Linked DNA regions of Gossypium arboreum: region 2 is linked to region 1. A link is a contact called in public Hi-C data. All regions are on one chromosome and are shown on one strand. The core of a region is the stretch at or near the end of the contact, and the rest is flanking DNA. Distances in the headings are between cores, read along the strand shown. Region 1 holds the start of LOC108484155. Region 2 holds the start of LOC108486384 (pentatricopeptide repeat-containing protein At1g34160).

What was found. Hi-C and Micro-C count contacts between places; a contact is called where the count stands out from the background.
Region 2: a Hi-C map of leaf shows a contact between it and region 1, with 2.2 times the contacts expected there. The contact joins the promoter of LOC108486384 here to the promoter of LOC108484155 in region 1. A contact is called at or near these places in 2 of 5 Hi-C or Micro-C datasets (both in leaf).

What each region holds. Positions count from the first base shown.
Region 1 is chr6:83,151,463-83,156,981 of ASM2569848v2, reverse strand. LOC108484155 reads left to right here and starts at 2,971. Exons shown (of 9, transcript XM_017787840.2): 1 at 2,971-3,228; 2 at 3,329-3,380; 3 at 4,321-4,394; 4 at 4,912-5,013; 5 at 5,434-5,519. The coding sequence starts at 3,101.
Region 2 is chr6:83,524,440-83,530,239 of ASM2569848v2, reverse strand. It overlaps LOC108486384 (pentatricopeptide repeat-containing protein At1g34160), which reads right to left and starts at 3,502. Exons shown (of 1, transcript XM_017790424.2): 1 at 1,209-3,502. The coding sequence starts at 2,998. The coding sequence ends at 1,277. It overlaps LOC108486385 (very-long-chain aldehyde decarbonylase GL1-9-like), which reads left to right. Exons shown (of 3, transcript XM_017790425.2): 3 at 211-1,130. The coding sequence ends at 753.

The sequences.
Region 1 (5,519 bases), core at 1,722-4,221:
GGATGTTTAAGGGTAACTAAAGGCTTGGAAAAATAGCCTTTAAATTAGTCCACACGGGTAGACACACGGGCATGTGTCTAGGCCGTGTGTGACACACGGCTAGCCTCTTGATCGTGTCGCTCAGCCGTGTGTCCCCTGCATTTAAAATTTTTAGGTCAGTTTGCATGGTAGTAAACACACGGGCAGAGACACGGTCGTGTGTCTCAACTGTGTAAAGGACACGGCCTAGCACACGGGCGTGTGCCTTGGCTGTGTGCCCTTAGATGAATGATGACATCATAAACAGAATGTCCGGGGTTTTGGACACGGGCTATGACACAGGCATGTTTAGGCCGTGTGCATTGCCTCCACACGGATGTGTGAGGCTTAAACCTAGAAATTTCTGAAAGTTTTCCAAAGTTCCCGGCTTAGTCCCAGATCACTTTTAATGTATGTTTTGGACCTCGTAGGTCCATAATGGGGATAATATGATTTTGTTCGATCGATTTTAAATTGAAATAAAATTTTATAGCCTGCATTTTTTGAAAGTGTCCCGTTTGTGTATGGTAATGCCTCGTACCTTACCTCGGTCTCGGGTACGGGTAAGGGGTGTTACAGGAGCAAACTAGTCTGGCTTCGGATAAACACTGAATTTGATTCTAGTTTCCCATCATTTAGCTTTCCTTGTTTTTGTTATGAACATGTCTATGAATATTTGTTATGTTGTTATTCTAAATTTAATTAACATGACTTAAACTTTAATCGTGTTAGGTTGATTGCATTTCGTTTACTTAAGTTATTAAAATCATGTTTGTGTTGTTATAGGTCTTGGTAAATTGTTTAATTAAGTAAAACCATGATTATATTATACATGCATTATAATTGTAAGTCAACTAATGAATTAATTATTAATCGTATTGAAATTGCAATTATTAACACAATACTTAATCAATGCATGTTTAATCTTCTAAGGTAGCTGAGGGTTAAATTAGCAACAGTATTAAACGGTACATTAACCTTGCATAACTTGTAAGATTATTGTGATTAAATTGTTTCAATGTAGGAATATATTGTTACTTCACTTAATCTTTTACTTGCTTATTAAAATTAATTAATAATTTGAATTGGCATAGTAATATGTTCAAGAGATTAGTTAATTTTGTAAGTCAGTATGTGCTATAGTTAAAAAATTACCAAGTTGTCGTGAATTTGTTCGTAACAACATGAACATTGTTTTAGTAATATTAAGTTAAGAAATGTAATTGATCTAACACAATTATATCATATTGATTAAACTTGTTTTGCAAAAATCGTGTGTTGGAATTTTTACCTTTTTGTTTTCTTTGTTAACTTAGTTAAAATCTAGTTTTATTAAATCCTTTTTCAAAACAAACGATTTTCGTTCACCAAAGTGTTTTTAATTGCATTTCATAAATATTTTCTTACACAGTCCCTGTAGGTACAACAATTCGACATTTACTTGTCACTTTATTACTTGTTGTGATTGTGTACACTTGCAAATTTCCATTATTCCAATAACCAATTAAAGGCCTTAGAACAATCGGCCAAAACAACATTTCTTGATAATAAAAAAAAAAAACAACACAACATAATAACTCGCAACAAACCGTACTTATGCTTCCCATTAATTAGATTTAAGATGTAGGGTGAGTGAGATCGAATGCACTCATAATTGACAAGGTTTAAGGTTGCTTTAAACAGAGGAGAATCGAAGAAAACGTTGATGTAAATGAGTGACAAAACATAAAATATAGCAACCCATAAGTGGTATACAAAGGGGCGCCACAAATGGCAACGAGAATAGGGTTGATTTGAGGCGGCACAAAAATGGATTTTTGATAGCAAAGATGACGGTTTTTAGAGGTTGGAAACAACAGTAAAATGGCTATAAAAACAACAACAAAATCGACAACAAAAAAAGAAAAGAGATGGAAAAGGGAACAAACCGGCATCACCATGAGTGGAGAAGAATGGGCGACAATAGAGGTTTAGTGGCAGAAATGAGAAGTTGATTTAAGTGGCACAAATGAGGACTTTAGGGTAGCAAAGGGCTGATTTAGTGATTAAAAATAACATTAATAAGGTTCAAAAAATGGTAACAAAATAATAGGGCAAAGTGGTGACACATCAATAGTGAAAAACATTATGTTTGGGATGACAGAAGGAAGAAGAAAGAAGAAAAATTGAGAAAGAATGAGAGAGGGAGAGGAAAAGGACGACAAGGAAGAAAAATAAAAGTGAAAAGTTGTTAAAAATTTGTATTTAAACCTAAGGTTAGACACTAGCTTGGAGGGCACACTAAGGGAGTGGGAGCAAAAATAGCAAAATTAATTTATTTACCCTGGAAGAGATTCAAACTCGAGTTTCTAAATGAATTTCAATATCTCCTTACTTTCCTTTAACCATTAAGCCAAAAAATCAATCTTGAAATAATTTTACAAACTTTAAACTAAAAATTTGGGATGTTACATTTTTTATGTATGACAACATCACTTTCAAAGTTACCAGGATTGTATCAATACACTTAGTGTTTGAATTAGAAAATATAAGATCAACAAGTGGTTGGGTGTAATAATAATGCACATTGCACTCTCAAGGGGAGGATTTAAATTCGAACCTTAAAAATGACATTGTTGGAGGAACAATCACGAACCCCAAATATAAATTATAAAACAGACATGAAGAATATAAAAAATATTAGAGAAAATAAGGAAATTAAAATTTACTATGTGCAATTGCAAGCCTTACCAATTCAAAATTGCAATAAATTGAAATTAATCTTCTTACTGCTTAAAGTATATTATATCACCAAGAAATTACAATAAATATTTGGAATTTAAAATATATTTATTTTAATGTTTAAATCAATTAGTAAAAAATATAGGTGAGACTTACGTAACTGAAAAATAGTCCCAAGGACTTCAGCAATAGTATAAGATTTTTTTTAAAAAAATATATTAGAAAAAGAAAAAATTTTTGAAGGAAGTTGAATGGCGGCTTTGGCAATGACGTGGTCTCATCCCCCCCACAATTTCTCGTGTACATTTATAAATATACAAAATTTCTTGCCAGTTTGATTTTGGTGAGAAATCAAGTAGCAATGGCGAGTTCTCTGCTAGTGAATGGCTTAAAAGCTCTCTTCTTAGTTCTGTGGTGCTTGATGGTAACCACTCTCATTTACACCATCTCCATTGATGGCCTCCCTTTCCGCTGGGAAATTCTTACTCCGTACTCTCACTTTCTCTCAGTTTTTTTTTCTTTAAATTAGGTTATGATTAAATTAAATTTTGAATCGTTTCTTTTTGATGTATTGACGATGATCTTTTAGGTGGATGGCTGCAACGTTGGTTGATTTCTACATTAATGTTGTACCTTTCGCGGTATGTTCTCACTGTACTTCAATTTGAAGTTTCTTATCAAGGATTTAACCTTAAGTTTGTTAGATATCCACTTGTGAAACTAAATTAGTTATTTGGACTTATTTAATCTGACTGCAGCATTTTCCATGGGTAGATCATGCACTTATTAATAAAATAATGGTCTTGTTAAGATATAATCGTATGAAAAGCTAAAAACTGTAAAAAAAAAAAAAGTTTTGTTTTACATTATTGTGGTATAGCCACTCTGTGGGCGAATAAAATAAAAAGGTTATGTTTTGAAAAAATGTGGGTAGTATGTATTCAAAAAGTAAAATTGTGGGAAGCTTAAATAATAGAAAAGAGACATAATTGTTTAAAAATAAGAGACATAATTATCCTTAAAATTCACATGTGCCCTTTATATTTTTTTTCCTTTTGAACTACCAACTAAGAACGTTAAGTTAAACTCCACAATCATTGTACCTGAATCTTGTAAATACATCTAAATATTTATGTGTCTATTTACATGTATATGCTTTTGAGACTCAGGTTTTTTAACTACAAAGATATTTACGGTTATACTTACATTTTGTCCTTTTGATGTGGGAATGATCAATTGTAAGATAAGGGTAGTCAACCGTTGTTTACTATTGGTGAAACTTTGAAGGAGAGATTAATGGGAACTAGTAGTTTAGAATTTTGTCATATCATCATCCACTGATATATGCACCCCAGTACCCTGTGATGTCTGAGGATTCCGCAAGTCATATTTTCTAAGAGATGATTTCCTTGATGCTTTTAGACTTGTGTGTTACTGTGTTTTAAATGTATGGTTTATATTAGCTGTAAGCTAATACTTTTGTTGGTATAGGGGAAGAAGAGTGATGATACTCTCGTTCTTGAATAGGTGGGAGAATTTTTTTTTATTAATTTCTATCTGAGATTTGTTTTAATGCATCAGGTTTGGGTTTCCTACAAGGAATCAAGTTTGATTGCTGCAACACTTTGGGTAATTCTGCTTGTATGTCTTGGAAGGTATGTTTGATATCTCTATCTGAAAATTACACTGCAGTATGGTTCATGCATAATTTCACGAAACTGGTTAACACAAACTTCCTTTAGTTATTTCAAAAGTAACCTGCTGTTGATATCATATGCATTCTAACATCATTTTTGCAGTTTAAGCTAGAAAGGCAATGAAGAGAAATGTTGAATAAAGTTAAAAGAAAAAATGATTCTAGGGGATTCATCAAATGAATATTGAAGGAGAAGTGAAGAACAATGAATTTAATTGCTTATTTGGTCTTAATCCCATCAGTGCTGGTTTAAGTTAAAGAAATAAAGCTTCTAATTATTACTATCTTGAAAATAATAATGTCTTTCTACTGATATATTGGAATTTGGAAGTAGTTATTCGATGATCCTTATCATAGTTTATTTCTTCCCTTGGTCTATTGATTAATTGATGCAATCTGCCATATTAGATTTCTCAACCGGTCCAATGATTTACGTTTCACAAATTTATTTTTATACCTTTTTCTCTTTTTCCCAGTATTACAACATCTGGCTACCTTTTTATTCAATTTTTCAACTTGTCTCCTCAAGAATCTCTGGAAGATCCCATTTATCATGTTCTATTGAACCAAGCAAGCAAGTAAGAATCCCAAACTCTGGGTATAATATTAGATAATTATCTGTCAAGTCTCCTATAACATGTTAACATGCCATTTGCAATTAGTCTCATATGTTATATTAACCTTTTCAGAATACTGATATAGTGATCTCTACTACGTAACAAAAGATAGTTCTATTCCTAGATTGATATATTTTAAAAATTGACATGGATGTGATGAAATGATGTTTTATGGTTTAATCAAATTGCATAAATTTCAGCACCCTTGGTCAACTCATCAGATTTTACATAATGTCAATATTCATGTGATGGCTTCAAGCTCAGTGAATAGGAATGTCACATCACTGCCACGGCGCATGGAATATCTTTTTTGATTAATAACGACACTTTTTAGTTGCTTGAGGAATAGAATAACTCCTTTTTCAAATTCTCTTTGTCTAGGGATGGTACAAAACCTAAAGGGAAACATTCCTCTGTTGCGATTGCAAGAATACTCTTTAGCGTTTTGGGTTGCTTGATGCTGGGAA
Region 2 (5,800 bases), core at 2,253-4,752, 370 kb before region 1:
GAAAACTTTGTTGATTAAATAGCTTTAGCATTTATTAGCGTTTTCTGAGAGGTTGAAGAACCAGTATGACTTAGATAATAGCAGTTTCAATAAGATGATAAGCTTGCTCATGTGTTGAGTACCATTACCTAATTAATATTCTTTTGTTCTTCCAATAGTTATAACTTTTATATGTTGAGTACTTTTACCTGATTAATGTTCTCGCTGTAGTTGACATCAACGGCAGATGCATCTGGGACCACAATCCAGCCTTCAGTTCCTGTTCAACTTGCGCAATTTATTGTTGCAATGCTTGTCATGGATACATGGCAGTACTTTGTTCACCGTTTCATGCATCAAAACAAATTTTTGTACCGTCATGTCCACTCCCAACATCATAGGCTGGTTGTTCCCTATGCAATTGGGGCCCTTTACAATCACCCACTTGAGGGTCTCTTGCTCGATACTTTTGGTGGTGCCATCTCTTTCCTCGTCTCTGGAATGACTGCACGAACAGCTGTAATTTTCTTCTGTTTTGCTGTGATTAAAACTGTGGACGATCATTGTGGGCTATGGTTGCCTGGTAATATTTTCCATATATTTTTCTGGAATAACTCTGCTTATCATGACATCCATCATCAACTCCAAGGCACAAAGTATAACTACTCTCAGCCGTTCTTCGCCAACTGGGATAAGCTACTTGGAACTCATATGCCTTATGATCTTTTGAAGCGACCGGAGGGGGGTTTTGAGGTAAGGCTAAAGAAAGACTAGTCACATTCTGTTGATTTGTCTTGTGTAGTTAGAGGCTCTCGCTTCACACTGTAACAGTTTTTTCCTTGAGGTTGTGCCATTCTTGAGAAGTTGAATTTGTTTTGTTTGAGGCTTTAAGTTCTAGGGATCCGGCATGTCATTGGGTTATTTATTTATTTATAGTTGCTTGACCATGTTCTGTATTGCAATTGTTTCACCAACTAATATTTGCTTTATGTTACCCGGTATTTAAATCTTCATGTTGTGTAATTTGTATTGGACTAGCTGATGAGCTGTTCAAGAGGGCTAGAATTGGTGTATGAGATTATTTTTAAGTACTGATTTCAGGTTGCTCTTAGACCTTTTGTTTATTAATGTCCAATTTGACTTGTTTGATATGTGCTTTTGCCTGAGCCAAAGCAAACATGTGATCATTTTCCAGAGAGGTTTAAGCATATGAATGGAACAAACCTTAATTGTTCAAGGCAAGGTGGGGAAAGAAGAATCTATTAAATTATCAATTAACATTTTTCTAGTGTTGCACTTACCAGTAATCTCTACAAGAACAAAATCCATCTTTAAATTTGTGGAACCGAACTCGATCTCTCACGACAATTTGTCGCTTATATATCTTTGATACGAGCTTAATCACAACATGACAATCTCCACATATCCTAAGATTCTTGATCACTTGAATTGGGGTTCCTTTACTCGTACTAATCAAGCCAAAGGCCACTGCCAACTTCTCGCTATGATAACACAGTTGGTTCTCCTTCTCCTCCTCCCCTATGTCATGAAGAACAAAACTAGTCTCTGCAACGTAGCCTAACTCTTTAATCTTGAATCTGATCTCATCCAATTTCGCATATATCTCTTTCCACCTGGCATTGCTCTTATCATCGGTGAAAAACTTGTGCCTCAAACCGTCCACCTCTATGTAGCTAAAACCAGGCACCTTTTTCACATCCGTGTTCTTCATAGCATCCCTCACCTTACCAACGTCATTCCATCTCTCATGCGCAGCATATATGTTTGATAACAACACGAAATCCCCGCAATTAGTAGACCCCATCTCTACTAGATTCCTCGAAGCAATCTCTGCCATCTCCACATCCTTGTAAATCCGGCAAGCTCCAAGCAAACTCTGCCAAAGCACTACGTCAGGCACCATTGGCATGGAATTGATAATATCATAAGCCTCTTTAAGCCTCCCGGCTCGACCTAGCAAATCAACCATACACCCATAATGCTTTACATTAGGCTCCACTCCATGCTTCCCCATCATATTAAACAATCTCACACCATCCTCCACCAGGCCAGCATGATTACAAGCGCATAACACAGTGAGATATGTGACAGCATCTGGTTGCACCCCAGCTCCATCCATTCGCTCAAAAAGTTCCAGCGCTTTACATCCATCTCCGTCCATTGCAAAGGCCATGATCATAGTATTCCATGTAACGATACACTTTCTACCACCCATGTCATCAAACACACCATACGCCTTATCCACAAATCCGCAATTTGCATACATATCAATAAGCGCATTACAAACTTGCAGGTTCATATAAAACTTTTGGTTCCTTATAAACCCATGAATCTTTTGACCTTCTTTAAAATCTCCCATATGCGAACACGCTGAAAGAACACCAATAACCGTTACCTCATTAGGCTTTAAACCTTCAACTCCCATTCTCTTAAACAAATCTAATGCTTCACTCGCTTGGCTCCCTTGAGCCAACCCGAAAACCAAGGAATTCCACGAGGCGATATCTCTTTGAGGCATTTCATCGAACACTTTCCTAGCATAAATTAGATTGCCAACCTTAGCATACAGATCCAGCAAAGTAGTTCCTAACAAAGCATCCGCCATGAACCCAAAGCGTATGATGTTAGCATGAAGCTGAAGAGACTCCGTAGCAGCCAAGACACGTGCGCAAGCTTTAAGAGTGAAAGAGCAAGTGAGGGCATCCACTCTGAAAGATCCACGTAGCATGGCTCTGTACCATGCGAAAGCGGTGGAGGGTTGAGGGCTTTGCATCAGGCCGCGGATAATGGCATTGAAGTCATTGGTAAAAGGAGTTGGGATTTGGTGGAAAACAGAGATAGCAAAGGAGAGAGAGCCAAAGGGGGCGATGGCACAAAGATCGAGGAGTTTGGAGCGAATGCGGCAGTTGAAGATGCCGGTTGTGATGAAGTAAGCTTGGAGTTGCTTTATGTGGGAGAAGGACGCGCATCTCTGTACGAGTGACTCAAGATTGGCCATTCCATGTGGAGTTTGGACCTTCAAATTGTAGTATACTAGTTATCCTGGTATATCTTAGTTGAGAGCTTCTGCTTCTAGAGCGTACAGTAGAATTTTGGATATTAGTTTCCTTTACCTTGTACAAAGCTATCTTTAACTGGTATAAATATCTTTACTGCTAATAAAAATGCATTGAGGTTTCAATTTCTTTTCCCCTATGGAAAACACAACTCTTGCCCATGATAGCCAGTTGCGGTTTGAATATCACCTTGACCAAAGTGAATCGATTTCTCCGTTCGTGCTCGAAGATGGTACATCAAATCTTATGTTCAAGACTTGGAAATGAGAGGATAAGTGGTACTCAGTTGTGAAAAAGTTTTTTGGTTTACTGAATCTTCCAACCAGTTGTTGTAATTAATGATGTAATACAAGTTGGAAGTTGGAACAAGCGAGTATATCAGATTTGAAAAGAGTAGGGCAAAAATAATAATAATAACAAACAATATTTGTCAACAGTTTGTGAATCTTCCATTAAAAAATCATTTTGTTAAACAATTAATCTAATATAATTATTAGCTTAACTCCCTATCTTTACAGCCCAAAATTTCATTACAAATCACTCTCTCAAATATTTTGTGTAAACTGCCCAAAAAATGCCTAACACAAAAATATAAAACTACAAAATAAACTACTCAGACTGAAAACACTCCAAATAAACACTTCTCCAAATAATCGAGGAGATAAGTCAACTTTTAAAATAAAAAATTTTGAATTTCAAAACAAAACCTTCATAGTCAAGCAATATTCAAATCAGATATTATCTGCATGTAAATCTGATGAGCTTGTGCTCTAAGAAAAATAAACTTATTTAAACCTTAATGGCTAAGGATAAGGTTGCTGCCATAAAAAAAAACTCCCTTTTTCAAATTCAATAAGGGTTAAAAAATAAATAATTAACATAAATAAAATCAATTGAAGCATGAAACAATCATCATTTGTTGATTCAAGTCATAACAAAAATATAAAGCTCAAAAACAAACTCAAGTTTGAAAGTCCACTCGTGTCGATCCAAATTCAAGAAATCTCGAGCTCATAATATATTCAAGCCTAAGAAAGCTTGAGACTCAGAAAATCCAAGCTACGTAAACTCAAGCTTGAAAGCTTGAGTTCGTAAGAATTTGAGCTGAAGACCGATATAGCTCGAGTCCAAAATAAATCCAACCTAAAACTTGAAAAAGCCAAAATATAGAACTGAACAAAATAATTAATATAATATATGATATCACTTAAAATAAAAATAAATAATAATTGTAACACCCCAAACCCGACCTAAACGTTATGGCCGAATCTAGAGATGTTACGAAGAAAAGTTAGAAATCTGTCTTTTCCTTTAAAAACATCGTACCTCTTTATTGTAAAGAATATGTCATTATACTCATTAGTGAAAACCATCGATTGTATACTCTTTCAAATAAAACAATAATTTGCAGCAGAAGTTTAAAAGTCGTTATATTTTGAAAACTGACTTTATTTTCTCGAAAGCGCTTGATCGCATTAAATAGTTGTTTTTGTAAATTGTTTTGTCGAGCGTAGAAGGAATCTCAAATCAAATCCAAAAATAAAACCCAAAAGTCCAGAGAGTCCCAAAATTACAAAACTCTCAAAACTAAAAAAAGAAAAAAGAAAAAAAAGAGGTCAACTTTTAAAGTAAATGAAATTTACGGATAAATGGTCACAACTGAGCCTCCATCACACCGACCCACCTAATTTTGTGAGATAGAACAGAACAGACAAATAAAAAGTGAGTTTTAAAAACTCAGTGTGTAACTCAACGGAAACATAAATTCAGATTTTATCGCTTAACAGAATAGATACAGAATCAAATTATCAACAGAATCATATAGATACAGATATACAAAGTCCTACCCCCATCCTCTACACACCAACTTCGACCATCCTAACACACCACGTAGGGTGTAAAACACCCACCCAACCCTACACACCACATAGTGTTTATAAGACACTTTTCAGAATAATCACAGTCGTGCTGCTAGTATATTGGCAAAATATCACCTCACAGAATACTTCATCCACATATCACATATCTCGCCCCATAGTCCAATACAACAGAATACCAGATAAATCAGAATTATTAGATACCAGAATTATTACATCAAACATGCTCGTATAACAGATAATAGACATGCATATACACAACATACATACATTTTGGGCATTACAACACGTGCATTTAGGTATTGCTTATGATAGATACCAGACAAACGGTTTATCAAATCTCATGCTTCAAGGCTTATCTAAGCCCATACCAACCATACAACATGCCCATAGTCGATCGGAATGACATGGACAACCCTAAGGAAAAACTTTAAAATTTGGGCCCATATGCCCATGTGGGCCTACAAGCCCGTGTCGCCCACACAGCCTGGCTCATGGCCCTCACGTCCTGTAACAGCCTAGATTAAGCTAAATCGGAACAGTAGTTTTGGAACCACAAATCAAATGTCAAAAAATTATTTTAATATTATTTTTGGTGTTTATAGCATGTGAATATATATGTGTGAAAGTTTCGTGAAATAATTTTAGCGTTTGAATGCTTAATTTGATAAAAAAAGACTAAATCATGTAAAATGCAAAAGTTGCATGCTATTAGTTAAAGGTGTCAATTGGCCTTGGCTTTTAAATATGATGGCCTTAAATGGTAATTAGACCATTTTAAATGGTAGTGGACAATTTTAGACAACCATTAAGTGATTTTATATGTATATTAATAAGGTTAAAATGGTAAATTAATTATTAATGTTA